2 separate regions of the Phocoena phocoena genome follow, and region 1 is linked to region 2. A link is a contact called in public Hi-C data. All regions are on one chromosome and are shown on one strand. Each heading gives the region's core, a stretch centred on a gene start, on an enhancer-like site or on the middle of the called end of the contact. The rest is flanking DNA. Distances are from core to core; before and after follow the strand shown. Region 1 holds the start of UBE2K (ubiquitin conjugating enzyme E2 K). Region 2 holds the start of PDS5A (PDS5 cohesin associated factor A).

Region 1 (6,241 bases), core at 3,336-5,835, 240 kb before region 2:
ATAACTATAATAAAATCCATACATGCTTATATAAATAGTATAACTTCAGTGAAAAATAACTATATTTCCCAAACAAAATCTCTTTAATGCCTGGCTTAATAGAACACAGCTGGATTTTCATGTATGTCTTTGCATTCAATATGTTGCACATGTTGTTTTGGTTGAAGTACATGAAGAAAATCCAGCCTCACGCAGATACGTAGTTGGAAAGGGAAAGAATATTTTAATAATTTTTTCAGATAACTAAATCTAGGCAAATGGTAGTTTCTCAAAGGTTAGGTGCAATATGGAATCTGAAATGTTATGAATGAACTTTTTGTATTCTGTTACATTAAAATCCATTGGTCTGTCTTGATCCTTGAATGGATGTTTTACCCATGCATGATTTTGTGACATCATGCATTGGTCATTTGGAAACTATTGCCTCACTAACTTATGCAGATCTTCCAAATGTTGACATATTTCATTGCATAATTTCTAGCAATCACATTTATTAATATCACCCAATTTAATCAGAAAGGTCTTTAAGCATATTGGGAAGCTGTCAAGTCACAGTGGCAGATATGTTTTCTAAAACTCTAATTTTCTAATGCCTTAGGAGTTAGGAAAAGAAAATATTAGAACCTATTTGCCTTTGTATCATTTAAAAAATATCTGTGTGGTTTATAATGTACATACATTATATGTGTAGAACTTCCTGTATATAATTTGTTAAAAAATAAGACGCATATTAAGAAGTTTTCTTATGGGTTAAAAAAAAAACTCTAATTTTCAGTTGAAAGCTTGAATTTTATCATTTCAACAAATTCTGCCAGTTGTTTTCCTTGACATGATAGGCTTACCTTGTTCATTTTTGATAAAATGCCTGCCAAATACCCAACTCTTAATAAACATAGTTTGTCTCAATCATTATTTTAAGTAAAAATGGTGTTCCATGAAAAAAGTGGCTAAGTTCAGCTTGCAATGCAACCATTTGCACAAGTGCTTTACCATGAACTTTGGTATGCAGAAGTCCTTTATGTACCTTTCCCATGTATCATATAGAATATTGACATGTACTTTAAAGTTGAAGTTTAATAAAATAATTTCTGGGGCATCTCTAGTGGTGCAGTGGTTAAGAATCCGCCTGCCAATGCAGGGGACACGGGTTCGAGCCCTGGACTGGGAAGATCCCACATGCGGCGGAGCAACTATGCCAGTGCGCCAAGACTACTGAGCCTGCGCTCTAGAGCCTGAGCCTATGCGCCACAACTAATGAAGGCCGCGTACCTAGAGCCCGTGCTTCGAGAAGCCACTGCAATGAGAAGCCCATGCACCGCAATGAAGGGTAGTCCCCGCTCGCCACAACTAGAGAAAGCCCGCGCGCAGCAATGAAGACCCAACGCAGTCAAAAATAAATAAAAATAAAATAAATAAAATTTTAAAATTCTATTGCTTCACTGAAGACATTCTAAAGTGAAACTGGCATTTTCAAATAGTGAGTGTATAGCATTAGTAAAATTATTACTAGTAATTTTTTGCATACTACTGCTTCTACATCATCAGTGCATATGTCAACACAGTAAAAAGGCAAATAATATCTTAGTTTTATTATGATAATAGTTTGGGCATTGCACATTGACTCTTGAAGACATCTCAGGGGCCCCCCAGGTGCCTTCAGACTATACTTTGAGATGAATTTTTCCTTATCCTTGCTAGAATGCAAATCCTTTTATGATTCGCGGGGTTTTTTGGTCTTGTTCACTAGTATGCCTCCAGGGCTTAGATTATGCCTGGCACATAGTAGGCATTCAATAATTATTTGTCTAATTAATTATGTAATGAAGTAAGCAATCAGAACTAGATCATAATAGTGAAGAGCTTATAATCTGCATTACTGGAAACTCATTTTTTAAAAATTAGTTTTGAACAGATAAAATTTACAATGGGATACATGATGAAAAGTCTCCCACTTTGCCTTCCCCAAGGAACTTAAGCTGTTTTCTCAGAGATAACCACTGCTGTCAGTTTCTCTTTTTTCTTTTTAATGTTCTGTACATTTTTATTTATTTATTTTCATTGTGGTATAGTTGTTTTACAATGATGCTGTCAGTTTCTGATGTATTTTTCCAGTGATATTTTATGGATTCACAAGCATATTCCTTTCTTCCATCACATACTTCATGGTATACTACACACAATCTGGACTGAATAGTGGCTTTTTTTTTTTTTTAATAGTGGCTTTTTTAAATAAAATTTTTCTTTTGGAATAATTTTGTATTTACAGAAAATTTTAGAGAATCTTGTATACTCTACTCACTTCTACTACTGTTAGCATCTTACATAATCATAGTACCATGTCAAAACTAGGAAATTAACATTGCTACAATACTACTAACTAAATTACAGAATTTATTCAGATTTCACTAATTATGTCCTTTTGGTTCTAGGGTCCAATCCAGGATACCACATTGCTTTTAGCATAATGCTCTTTTTCCCTTAGAATGTATTTTGAGGATCGTCTCAGGTCAGTTTATATGCAGTTGCCTCATTCTCTGGAAGGACTGTAAAAATGGACTGAAAGTGGAATTTCAGGACCAATGGTTATGTGCATTTAAAAATTACCAAACCTCTCTTCCCCAAAGAAATTAGCATACCCTTCTAATTAGTCTCCCAGTGATTTGAGTGTTGTAAATTTCTTTGAAGTTCCAAGATTAATATTGGGGACTGAATGAAGGTGATAAATGTAAAGTATTCAAAAAATTTTTGCACACTTCGAAATTACTATTTTTAATGTACTAGCACAAATTCACATAGCATTGCATGATTTATACATTATACCAATAATTTATTGGGCCATGACCCACATGTATAGTCGGTTCCTGTTAGGACCACTAGGGGGCTCTGCTGGAAGGGTTTTACAGTTAATTAGTCCATTTACGGGAATGTTTCGAGATGATGTTTTAGATTTCTAAACTCTTAAAACTTGAAAGAGATCATCTCATCCAGCTTCCTTATTTTGCAGAAGAGGAAACCAAGTTTGGCCGAGAAAGCTGGTATGGAGGAGAGCTGGAATTTAAAATCCTCTCTTGGTTCCCGCGGCAGGAGTTCAATAAATTCTTTTTTGCCATGTGCCTCCACTGAATGATTCACCCCCAGTGGCTATTTTCTTTTCTACTGCCACAATTTTGGTAATTTTTGCTAAGACGGTGTATTTATGATATTCTTCTAATAGGACACTTTACTGATTGGTTAGGTGAACGAAATGCAAGAAATATAAACTTCTAAATAAACGTTATTACTTATTATAAAATGTTCTCTATTCAAAGCATCCCTCAGCATCAAAACCATATTAGTTACTGGAAGCCCTAGCAACCACTTTCAAATTTACTTTCCACTTAAAACATTTTACTCTTATCTTTACTCATTTATTCATTCAATATTTATTGACTGCCTACTAGCTCCAGACACTGTTGTAGACCCTAGGGTTACAGAAGCTGCCCTTCGTCCCCAAGAAGCAACTATTTCTCCATTGTTCACTTTATAAACTATTTTTACAGGGCTTAGTTCAGTGGTTCTCATAGGGTGGTCCCTGAACCAGCAGCAGGAGCAGAATCACCTGGGAACTTGTTAAAAATGCAAATTATTAGGCCCACACTACACTCCAGCAATCTTTTTTTTGTTTGTTTTTAAACAAGCTCTCCAGGGATTCTGATGTACATTCAAGTTTAAAAACTATGGTTTTAGTTCCACGGCTTGGCATGAATTATCTAAGTAGGTCAAAGATCAACATCCGGCTTCTGAACTCTCAGACATCTCCGTGGAGTAAGCGGTCTTAGATACAACTGAGACCCAACAATGACCATACTTAATTTAATGATTTGTTATACCTGGAAAGATCCTGGGCTGATTGTAGTAACAGTATTATAATGGCTTCAGAACAAAAACGAACCGCAGTAGATTTTCTTTACCAATAGAAAATGGGCCGGACTGAGTTCCGGGACAGTGTTTTCAGACACTAGACACACACGACTACATTAATCCCGGGGGTTCTGGGTCTGGCTGAGTCAGGGCGGCGCTCTGAGCGGAGTGGGGCCGCGGGAACCGGTCAGGTTGGATTCGAACCTTCGGTTAGAGGCTAAATTCTGGAAGCCTCGACCATATCACATTGGTTCGTACAGAGGAGGAGGCGCCGGAGAAGACCGGGTAGGCCTGGGTAGCGCCGGCCGGCGCAGAAGCCGCACCTTCCTGGCCCCAAACGCCGGCAGGGCGGAGCCACGCGGCCGCAGCTCGGGCAGAGACGCGAGGCGCGGCGCAGCGCTGCGCGGGTTCGCGACTGTGGCGTAAGGGGCTACGACGGCAGCGGCTGCGCCGCCCGGCCGGGTCAGCGTCGTGCGCATGCGCGGACCCGGCGCCATTTTGGTGGCCGGGCGCGGAGGTGATTCCACGCTCAGGAGAGCGCGGCGGCAGGGGTGGCGTTGGCCGCGTTCGTGTGCACCGGTGTGACTCTCAGAGGGAGGAGGCGGTGGAGGAAGAGGTGGCGGCGGTGGCGGTGGTCGTAACGGTGGCGGAGGAGGCGGGTACGAATCAGCTGCGGGCGGAGACATGGCCAACATCGCGGTGCAGCGAATCAAGCGGGAGTTCAAGGAGGTGCTGAAGAGCGAGGAGGTCAGAAATGAACTCCCGGACGTCCCCCACCCCAGCCCAGGGCGGGAGGGCCCTTCCAGTGGCGACCCCAATATCCCTGGTAACCCCCGCGTGGCCTGCTTTGCTGCCACCCTTCTGCTTGTGGGGAAGCAGCAGTCTCCCCCTCCTTCCGCCGTTTTCCCCTCCCTCCCAGCGCCCTGGGATGGACGGTCTCGCGGGCGGGTGGTTTCGGGAGGAATACAGCTAGGGGGGCGGATGGAGGAGGGGCGCTTATCGGCGGGGTGTGAGCTCTAGAGAGAGCCCCAAGGCAGTGGCAACAGCTGGAAGTGTGGCTGTAGGGTGGGGAGGGAGCAGGCCGAGCCTGAGAAAGCCCGGGAAGTGGGTTGGGGGAAGGGGAAAGGTGGTAACTGGATCCGGAGAACCGCGCTGCCCAAAGGCCCACTCTTTTTAAGGGTATTCTGGGTTATAACTGGTCTGGCCGCCACGGTCCTTTCCTTAAGGGAGGAGCGGTGCGAGTCCTTAGGTATTGATGAAAGAAGGACGTTCAGAGTTACTCCCTCTCAGTTCGGTATTGGGAGAGAAGAGAAGGCATAATGGGGTGCTGTCTTCTTTGAGTGGGCGGGGGGATAAGGGAATTTTCACCTGAGATAGGAAATTAATTCCATATTAGACCGTTATCTCATTTCTACTTACCCCGACATCTAGGCCTCTTTTCGATTGACATCTAAAGCTTTTTGACTGGGTAAAGGCAAGTTGTTTGGTGTTTTAAAGGCATTTAAATATTTTTAGCTAGGATTAGGATAAAATAATGGAGTGTACGAGAAGCTTATTTCAAAATACTGTCTACAAGTTACAGAGTGTCCCAAGACAGTGCCTCTGTGACAATGTTGTGTTGTGCCATGAAACTTCACTATGATGTCCCTCATAGTTAACTTCATTATGATGTCCCTCATAGTTAACTTGATTCTTACTTTTGAAGAACATCCCTATTAAAAAACATGAGGTTTCAGCAGATTAATACATTGTTATATTTCCTTTTTAAGTAAGTAGGTTAATCCCAACATATTTATATCTGAAATGATTAAAAAAAATTTTGTCTTAACCTGCTCTTGAGTCCTTTGGAAATTTTAGATACTCTTGTATTAGCCGCACTTATTAATGTAAGATATTTAAAGTGTTTTAGTAATTTGACTCAAAATTATGAACGAATCAGTACAGTTTTTTTTTTCATACCCAAATCAAGAAGAATGCTAGGTTGTTTTCCTCCTTGGATTCAACAAAGAGAGATTAAAAATACTGACTCGTTATTTTCAAGATGTCACATATCATTATTGGATGTATTATTGCCATTTGTACTTTACTCTTACATTGGTACTTTAATGATCTTAATGCTTTGTGAAATTCAGCATTCTAAGTATGTGATGAGTTATTAACATAAGTCTGATAGCAGTTGAACTTTGAGTCTAAAGTGATTATGTATTTTTCCAGTTAGACATGGAGAAAATTCTTTAAAATTATTTAAAAATGCCAAATCCTAGCAGATTTACTGAATGTAATAGTATATAAGTAATGATTGGTTTTACAGAGCATGTGTATGTACTCTGACCTCTGTATT
Region 2 (6,330 bases), core at 1,115-3,614:
GGCTCGAGGGCTCTAGAACACAGGCTTAGTAGCTGTGGCACACAGGCTTAGTTGCTCCGTGGCATGTGGGATCTTCCTGGACCGGGGCTCGAACCTATGTCCCCTGCACTGGCAGGCGGATTCTTAACCACTGCACCACCAGGGAAGCCCCACTGACCAAGATTTTACTTGCCTTTAAGCACTTTTGTATTTATACAGCATTTGAACATTGTTACTGTGTTATAACAAACTACCAAATTTATCCACAAATAACACCAAAGTTATCAAAAATACAGTTAAATATTGTTTGAAACCTATACTTCCAACGAGACAGTAATACTTTAAACATGGATCCCTAAAATGTACAGAGTCAAAATCGACTTAGAAAGGCAGGAGGAAGACAGAATCATAATTCTTGAGAAAAGCAAAATTTTAGCAATAGGACATTCAAATTGGTTAATATGTGTATCAAATTTAACTTCCAAAAAAACTCATAAAAAATGAATATTCTAACCGTATGCTCATTCTAGACTTGGTGTCAATTTCTAGTTAACAATATTTCTGATATTTAATCTATTTCCAAATGGAAGATGTATATACGGTCATAACTTTTCTTTTTTTAACAAGATTATCCGTCACTAGAATTCAACGTTTTGATATTCTTAATATGAAAATAAAAATTAAAGGACCTATAAATTTTTTAACTTAGCTTTATATTTCATAATTCATATTTCAGCATCTCAGAACACTTAAGAACAATAACAATATAACCTTAAGAAGCATCAATTAAGCACCCTACTTTATGTACAGTCTTTAATATCAAGGTTTATTTTAATGGACGGCATTGTGTCCCATTCCTTCCAAAGGGGCAACAAACCACAGAATCCAATTAGATTTTTAACAACAAACTACAGGAATACTTTAAATATTAATCACTCATAACATGGTAAACATTTACTAGGCACTATAAGTTCTAAAAGCAAAGGGGCAAGATTATTCCTTAAAATACATTTCACCAAGTGCCCAAGGTAAAGACTGGCAAAGTGTCAACATCGTTTCTTCCCTCACCTCCCACCAACACTGATTGATTCTAACACTGAAATGTGTCTTGTAACGTTCCCTATCACTCTATTCCCACTATCATAGCCCTACTTCATGATTTCAACATCTCTGACCTAGACTACTGTTAACAGTTTCCTAGCTGGACTCCCTGTCTCCAGTCTTACCCTGTTCCAATCCAGCCCCAATAGTGACAACCAAAACATCTTCAGCATTGCCAAATGTCTCCTGGGGGTCAAACATGTCCTGGTTGAGAAACACTGCATCAAGCTGATCCCTTAACAAGAACAGCACTTACTTTGTAAGGCTGTATACACAATCTATGTCCATGCAACAAAAAGCAAAAAATTAACTTACCTAAGGCTGAAACTTACAACCTTGACATTAGGACCACCATGCTTAAAAATACACTGACTCATAAAAAGAGCCATAATCACTCTCTCTTAAAACCCCTCTGGGGACTTCCCTGGTGGTCGTGGTTAAGACTCTGTGCTCCCAATGCAAGGGGCGCAGGTTTGATCTCTGGTCAGGAAACTAGATCCCCGCATGCCGCAACTTAAGACCCAGCACAGCCAAATAAATAAATATTTAAACAAACAAACACACACAAACCCCTCTGAACATGTGGACATAAATCATCATCTTACTTCAAGCCTAAATTATGAAAAGTCAGTATCTTCTGTCAAAGTTTAACCATACTATATACATATTTAAGCTTCTGGATGTTAGAAAATTGTAATAATTTTTTAAATGCCTTTTGTGCTTTGATAAATCAGTCTCCTCAGAAGTTGATGAAAACCTTCCTAAGCAAATTACTGCCTACCTTTAAGGCTGCAAGCTACTCTGCATAGTATTCTCGTAAATATTTCTAGAAAGAAAAAAAAAACTTAAAAAAATACTCGAATTCTTATACTTTAAAAAAAAGTAAGATTAAAAAAGATCACACACACCCTTCGAATTTCCCATAATGATTATGCCCCTAACAGAAATCACCAAAGATATAGCCAAGATAGAACAATACCTTTCAGAGGCGGTAAAAGAAAACGTAAAATATCTAAAAAAAAAAAAAAGCCTTGGTCAGTGAAACTCTTAAAGGCCAGGCCCAGCAGAGCTGTAATACCACAGGAGAGAGCACCTCCTACCACAAACGTCTGAAATGTGAACATTCGGTCCAGAGGAGCTTACCTTCAGTCGTTTGATCATTTCGTCGGTGGTGATCTTGTCGGTGATCTCCTTTACCCCCGGAGGGTAAGAAATCTTCCCGTCGGCACTCACAACGCCACAGAGGGCAGGGGCAGGCTTGGGCTGCGCGGTCGAGAAGTCCATCCTGGGGGACAACTTTTCTTTCACAGTCCTCTACCGGCCTCTATCGGTCAGAAAACAAAAGTTCAGCGGGAAAGGGACGACTTTGTAACCTCTTTTTTCATTTCAAAAATCTCTAATCTGCAAAGGGCCCTTTCTCCCGGGAGGCCGGGGACTCGCGGCGGCCCCGCCACCCGCTCCTTCCCGGGGCTTGGATCCTGGCGGCCGCCGCGCCGCGCCCACCCACGCGGGCCCTTCCAACACCGGGCCCACTGGGCTCTCTGGCACCGGCGGCCGCGGGAAGCCCCGGGCAGCGCCAGGAGTTTCCCAGTCCTCCTTTCACAATGAAATCCACCCCCAAACACCGAAGTCCGAAGTTTGGCGGCTTCGAGAGCCCGGCAAAACCCCTAAAGCCCCCGCTCGGTCAGAGAGAAGCCTCGAGTCCCCGCCCGGCCGGTCCCCTCCGGGAAAGGAGACGCGAGGCCTATAGGGCTCGGCTTAGGCCTCAAAACTAGGGACCCAACCGGACCCACACGCAGCGGCTTCTCCCGGGGACGAACGCCCTTGCCGGGCAGAGCTGCTGAACCCCAGGCGTCCCCGCCACGCTCCCGCCCCTCCCGTGTCCCGCTCCCCAACCCCCGCGGGAGGGGAAAACAAGCCGCCCTCCACCCCGAACCCCAAGCCAGGAAGCGGCTGACGCGGCTCCGCACTTCACACACATTTTGTTCCTTCAACTTCGGCTGAGGCTCCCCGGCGGCTTCTCTCGCCCCCGGCCACTCGGCGCCGCCGAGGCCTTACCGGCACCTCCGGGCAGCCCCGCCGGGCCTCGGTCCCGCGCCCCCACCCCCCACCCGCTCCGGTCTCCCCTTCCGTCCCCTCCCTCCACCAGCCGAGGGCGGGAGCCGAGCCGCCGCCGCCTTTACCTCCTCTTCATGCGGGCGGAAGGTGCATCGAGCGCCCGGGCCTCTGTCAGGTGGTTGCGCCGCCGCCCCTCTCCGGGCTGCACACAAAGCGGCTCCGCCGGTCCCGCCGCCGCCGCCGCCCGCCCCGGAGCGGCGCTGGGGCTGGCGGTGCCGAGGAGGAGCAGTCGCCGCGGGGGGAGACGCGGGGCGAGTGAGCGCTGGGCGGGGAGACACTGCCGCTCTCCGTCTGGCCGAGGAAGAGCAGCCTCGGAAAAGGCTCCTCCGGGAGCGTGTGCTCGTGTGTTCGCCCCGGAACCCCGGGCCCGCCAGCCGGCACCTCGCGCCGGCCGGGTCCGCCAACCCGGACCCGGACGCCCCTCGCAGTGGCGCGCGCCCGGCAGTCCGTGCTCCGGGCAGCCGGCGCCTCTAGCACCCACCGGTCGGTCACGCGAGCGGTGCGGGAGCACGCGAGAGAAGGGCGCGCGCCTCGCTCCCGCCCCTTCCTCCGCAGGCCGTGCCTCCGCCTCCCTCGGGCCTGAGGCGGTGGCGCGCGGGGCAGACAGCGCCGCCACCCGGTTGGCGCCAAGACCTGCCGCGGCGAACGCCTCCGGGAGGACTAGACCCGAAAGGCGAGCGGAGGAGGAGCCCGGCTGGCGGGAAGCGAACCGGTCCCCGCGGCCCTGTGAGGGCAAGCGGGACGAACAGGGCTTTATCTTATGCCGCGGAGATGAGTTCATGACTTTTGGGGTTCATCCTGAGGGACGTGGACGGAAATGGTTGAAAAATGGTGAATTACTTGGTGAAAATGAACTGATTTCCTCCCCAGGGACGGAGGATCTACCAACTGAGGAAAAGTTTTGCAACATGGTACAACGTGGGCCGCTCATTCTTGTTCCTTCTGACAGCCACCAGAGTTTGCCCTCCCCTCTTTAGATGTCTAAAATTAGTATTTTGAAAGCAGCAAAATATGAAAATAGCATTGAGTCGAGTAGTTCTTAAAGAAAGGTCTGAAACGTAGGATCCTGGACTCCACTCCCAAACCTGGAGAATGAAGATCTATGAGACTGGAATCCAGAAATAAGCGTGTTTACAAATTAGATAGATGGCTCTTGTGAATATGGAATAATTCATTTTTTTTTAAGTGTTAAGTATACCGAAGAATAACTTTCTTTCATCCAAAGGAAAGCCCAATGCAGTGGTGTTTGAGCAGTTTAATATAAAAGAAAATTGAAGCAGATGAACCTCAGAAGCACGTACATAATTTCCGAAAACGAAGTTGAAAAAAGAACACAATAATGTGAAATAGCAGGCAGCTCTTGAAACTGACCACTACCATAGTTTAAAATTATATTCGATTATTTATTTAAATTATTCTTGATGGATATCCATCGGTCTTTTCCACATTCTTTGCTTGATCTTAAAAATATTATAGGTGCTGGGACTTCCCTGGTGGTGCCATGGATAGGACTCCACGCTCCCAATGCAGGGCGCCCGGGTTTGATCCTTGGTCAGGGAACTAGATCCCACATGCATGCCACAACTAAGAGTTTGCATGCTGCAACTAAGGAGTCTGCCTGCTGCAACTAAGACCCAGCACAACCAAATAAATATTGAAAATTCTTTCTAAAAAAAAAAAATATAGGTGCTGCCCTCACTGAATTGTTTTTCAGGTATTCCACAAGGGAACAATCATCTTGGAATCTAACACACCACAGTTGCTGATTTGCTACAACTCTGCCCAAAAGTCAGAGCTTTGTTCTTGGGCATTTAGAGTAGCAGGCAGAATCCATTTAAGATTGTCTTCATCCAAACTATGAAATTGACCAAAACCTACACTCTTTTTAGGCTCTTCTCTCACATATGATTTTTAAAAATCTGTCACATTTAAATAGCTAAAGAGTGCTGCTTTTTGTTTTCATTCTTGCTCTAAGTAATTTACCCATAATTAAATGGAGTTTTGCATATACCCATAAGTTTTAATTTTATACAACTTATTACTTTTTTGATACTGTTTGATTTTATAAACACTCATAGGATAGTAAGCCCTAAGGATTATAACACATAAAAATGTTGAATTTATATAATTCTAAAATTCAGGAATTCTGAAATTCTTGTTTTTACTTTCTTTTTTTAAAAGTTTTCACTTAGTGTAAATGAGAAGAGGTACATTCATTTGAGCAACAATTATTTAAAGAGGGCCTATTATGCAAGGCATTGTTTTGGGCACTGAGAAAAAAATCTGTGGTGGGGAAGTGGACAAAAATCCCTACCTGTTGTGGTAGAGCTTAATTTGTTTGGGGAGAGATAGACAAAAAAAATAAATAAATTGCTATGGAAGAAAATAAAGTAGAGAAGCAGGGGTGAGATGCAGACCACATATAACCTTTTAGGCCTTTGGCCTTTGGAAAGACTTTGGCATGTACTCTGAGATGGAAGTGTTTTAAAAAGAGAAGTGATATTATATGATTTATGTTCTATGTGCTAGGCAACCTTTGACAAATTAATTTTTCTGTACCTCATTTTCCTCATCTGTAAAACAAGGATAATAGTTTCTATTTCAGAGGGTCATTATGAGGGATAAATAAGTTAACATTTGTAAAGTGCCTAGAATAGTAACTGGTACATACTAAGCTCCACATAATTTTTTTTTTTCCTTTTGCGGTATGCGGGCCTCTCACTGTTGTGGCCTCTCCTGTTGTGGAGAACAGGCTCCAGACACTCAGACTCAGCAGCCATGGCTCACGGGCCCAGCCGCTCCGTGGCATGTGGGATCTTCCTGGACCGGGGCACGAACCCGTGTCCCCTGCATCGGAAGGCGGACTCTCAACCACTGCACCACCAGGGAAGCCCCCACATAATTTTTTAGTATATGTAAAATGAAAGAATCACTCTAGCTGCTGGGTTGAAAATAATGTAGAGATGCAAAAGTAAAAGTAGGGTAACCAAGTATAAGACAACTGCAAAAATCCCAAGGAGAGATGGTAATAAGAACTGGGTAATAACAGTGGAAGTGATGAAAAATGGTACAAGAAAAAGAGAGGAGTCAAGAAAGCAAAGTTTTTGACCTGTGTAACTAGAAGGATGAAGT

What was found. Hi-C and Micro-C count contacts between places; a contact is called where the count stands out from the background.
Region 1: a Hi-C map of kidney shows a contact between it and region 2, with 11 times the contacts expected there. The contact joins the promoter of UBE2K here to the promoter of PDS5A in region 2. A contact is called at or near these places in 2 of 2 Hi-C or Micro-C datasets (kidney and lung).

The regions. Positions count from the first base shown.
Region 1 is chr5:74,996,995-75,003,235 of mPhoPho1.1, reverse strand. UBE2K (ubiquitin conjugating enzyme E2 K) reads left to right here and starts at 4,585. Exons shown (of 7, transcript XM_065877568.1): 1 at 4,585-4,647.
Region 2 is chr5:74,759,119-74,765,448 of mPhoPho1.1, reverse strand. PDS5A (PDS5 cohesin associated factor A) reads right to left here and starts at 2,364. Exons shown (of 31, transcript XM_065877521.1): 1 at 2,224-2,364. The coding sequence starts at 2,364.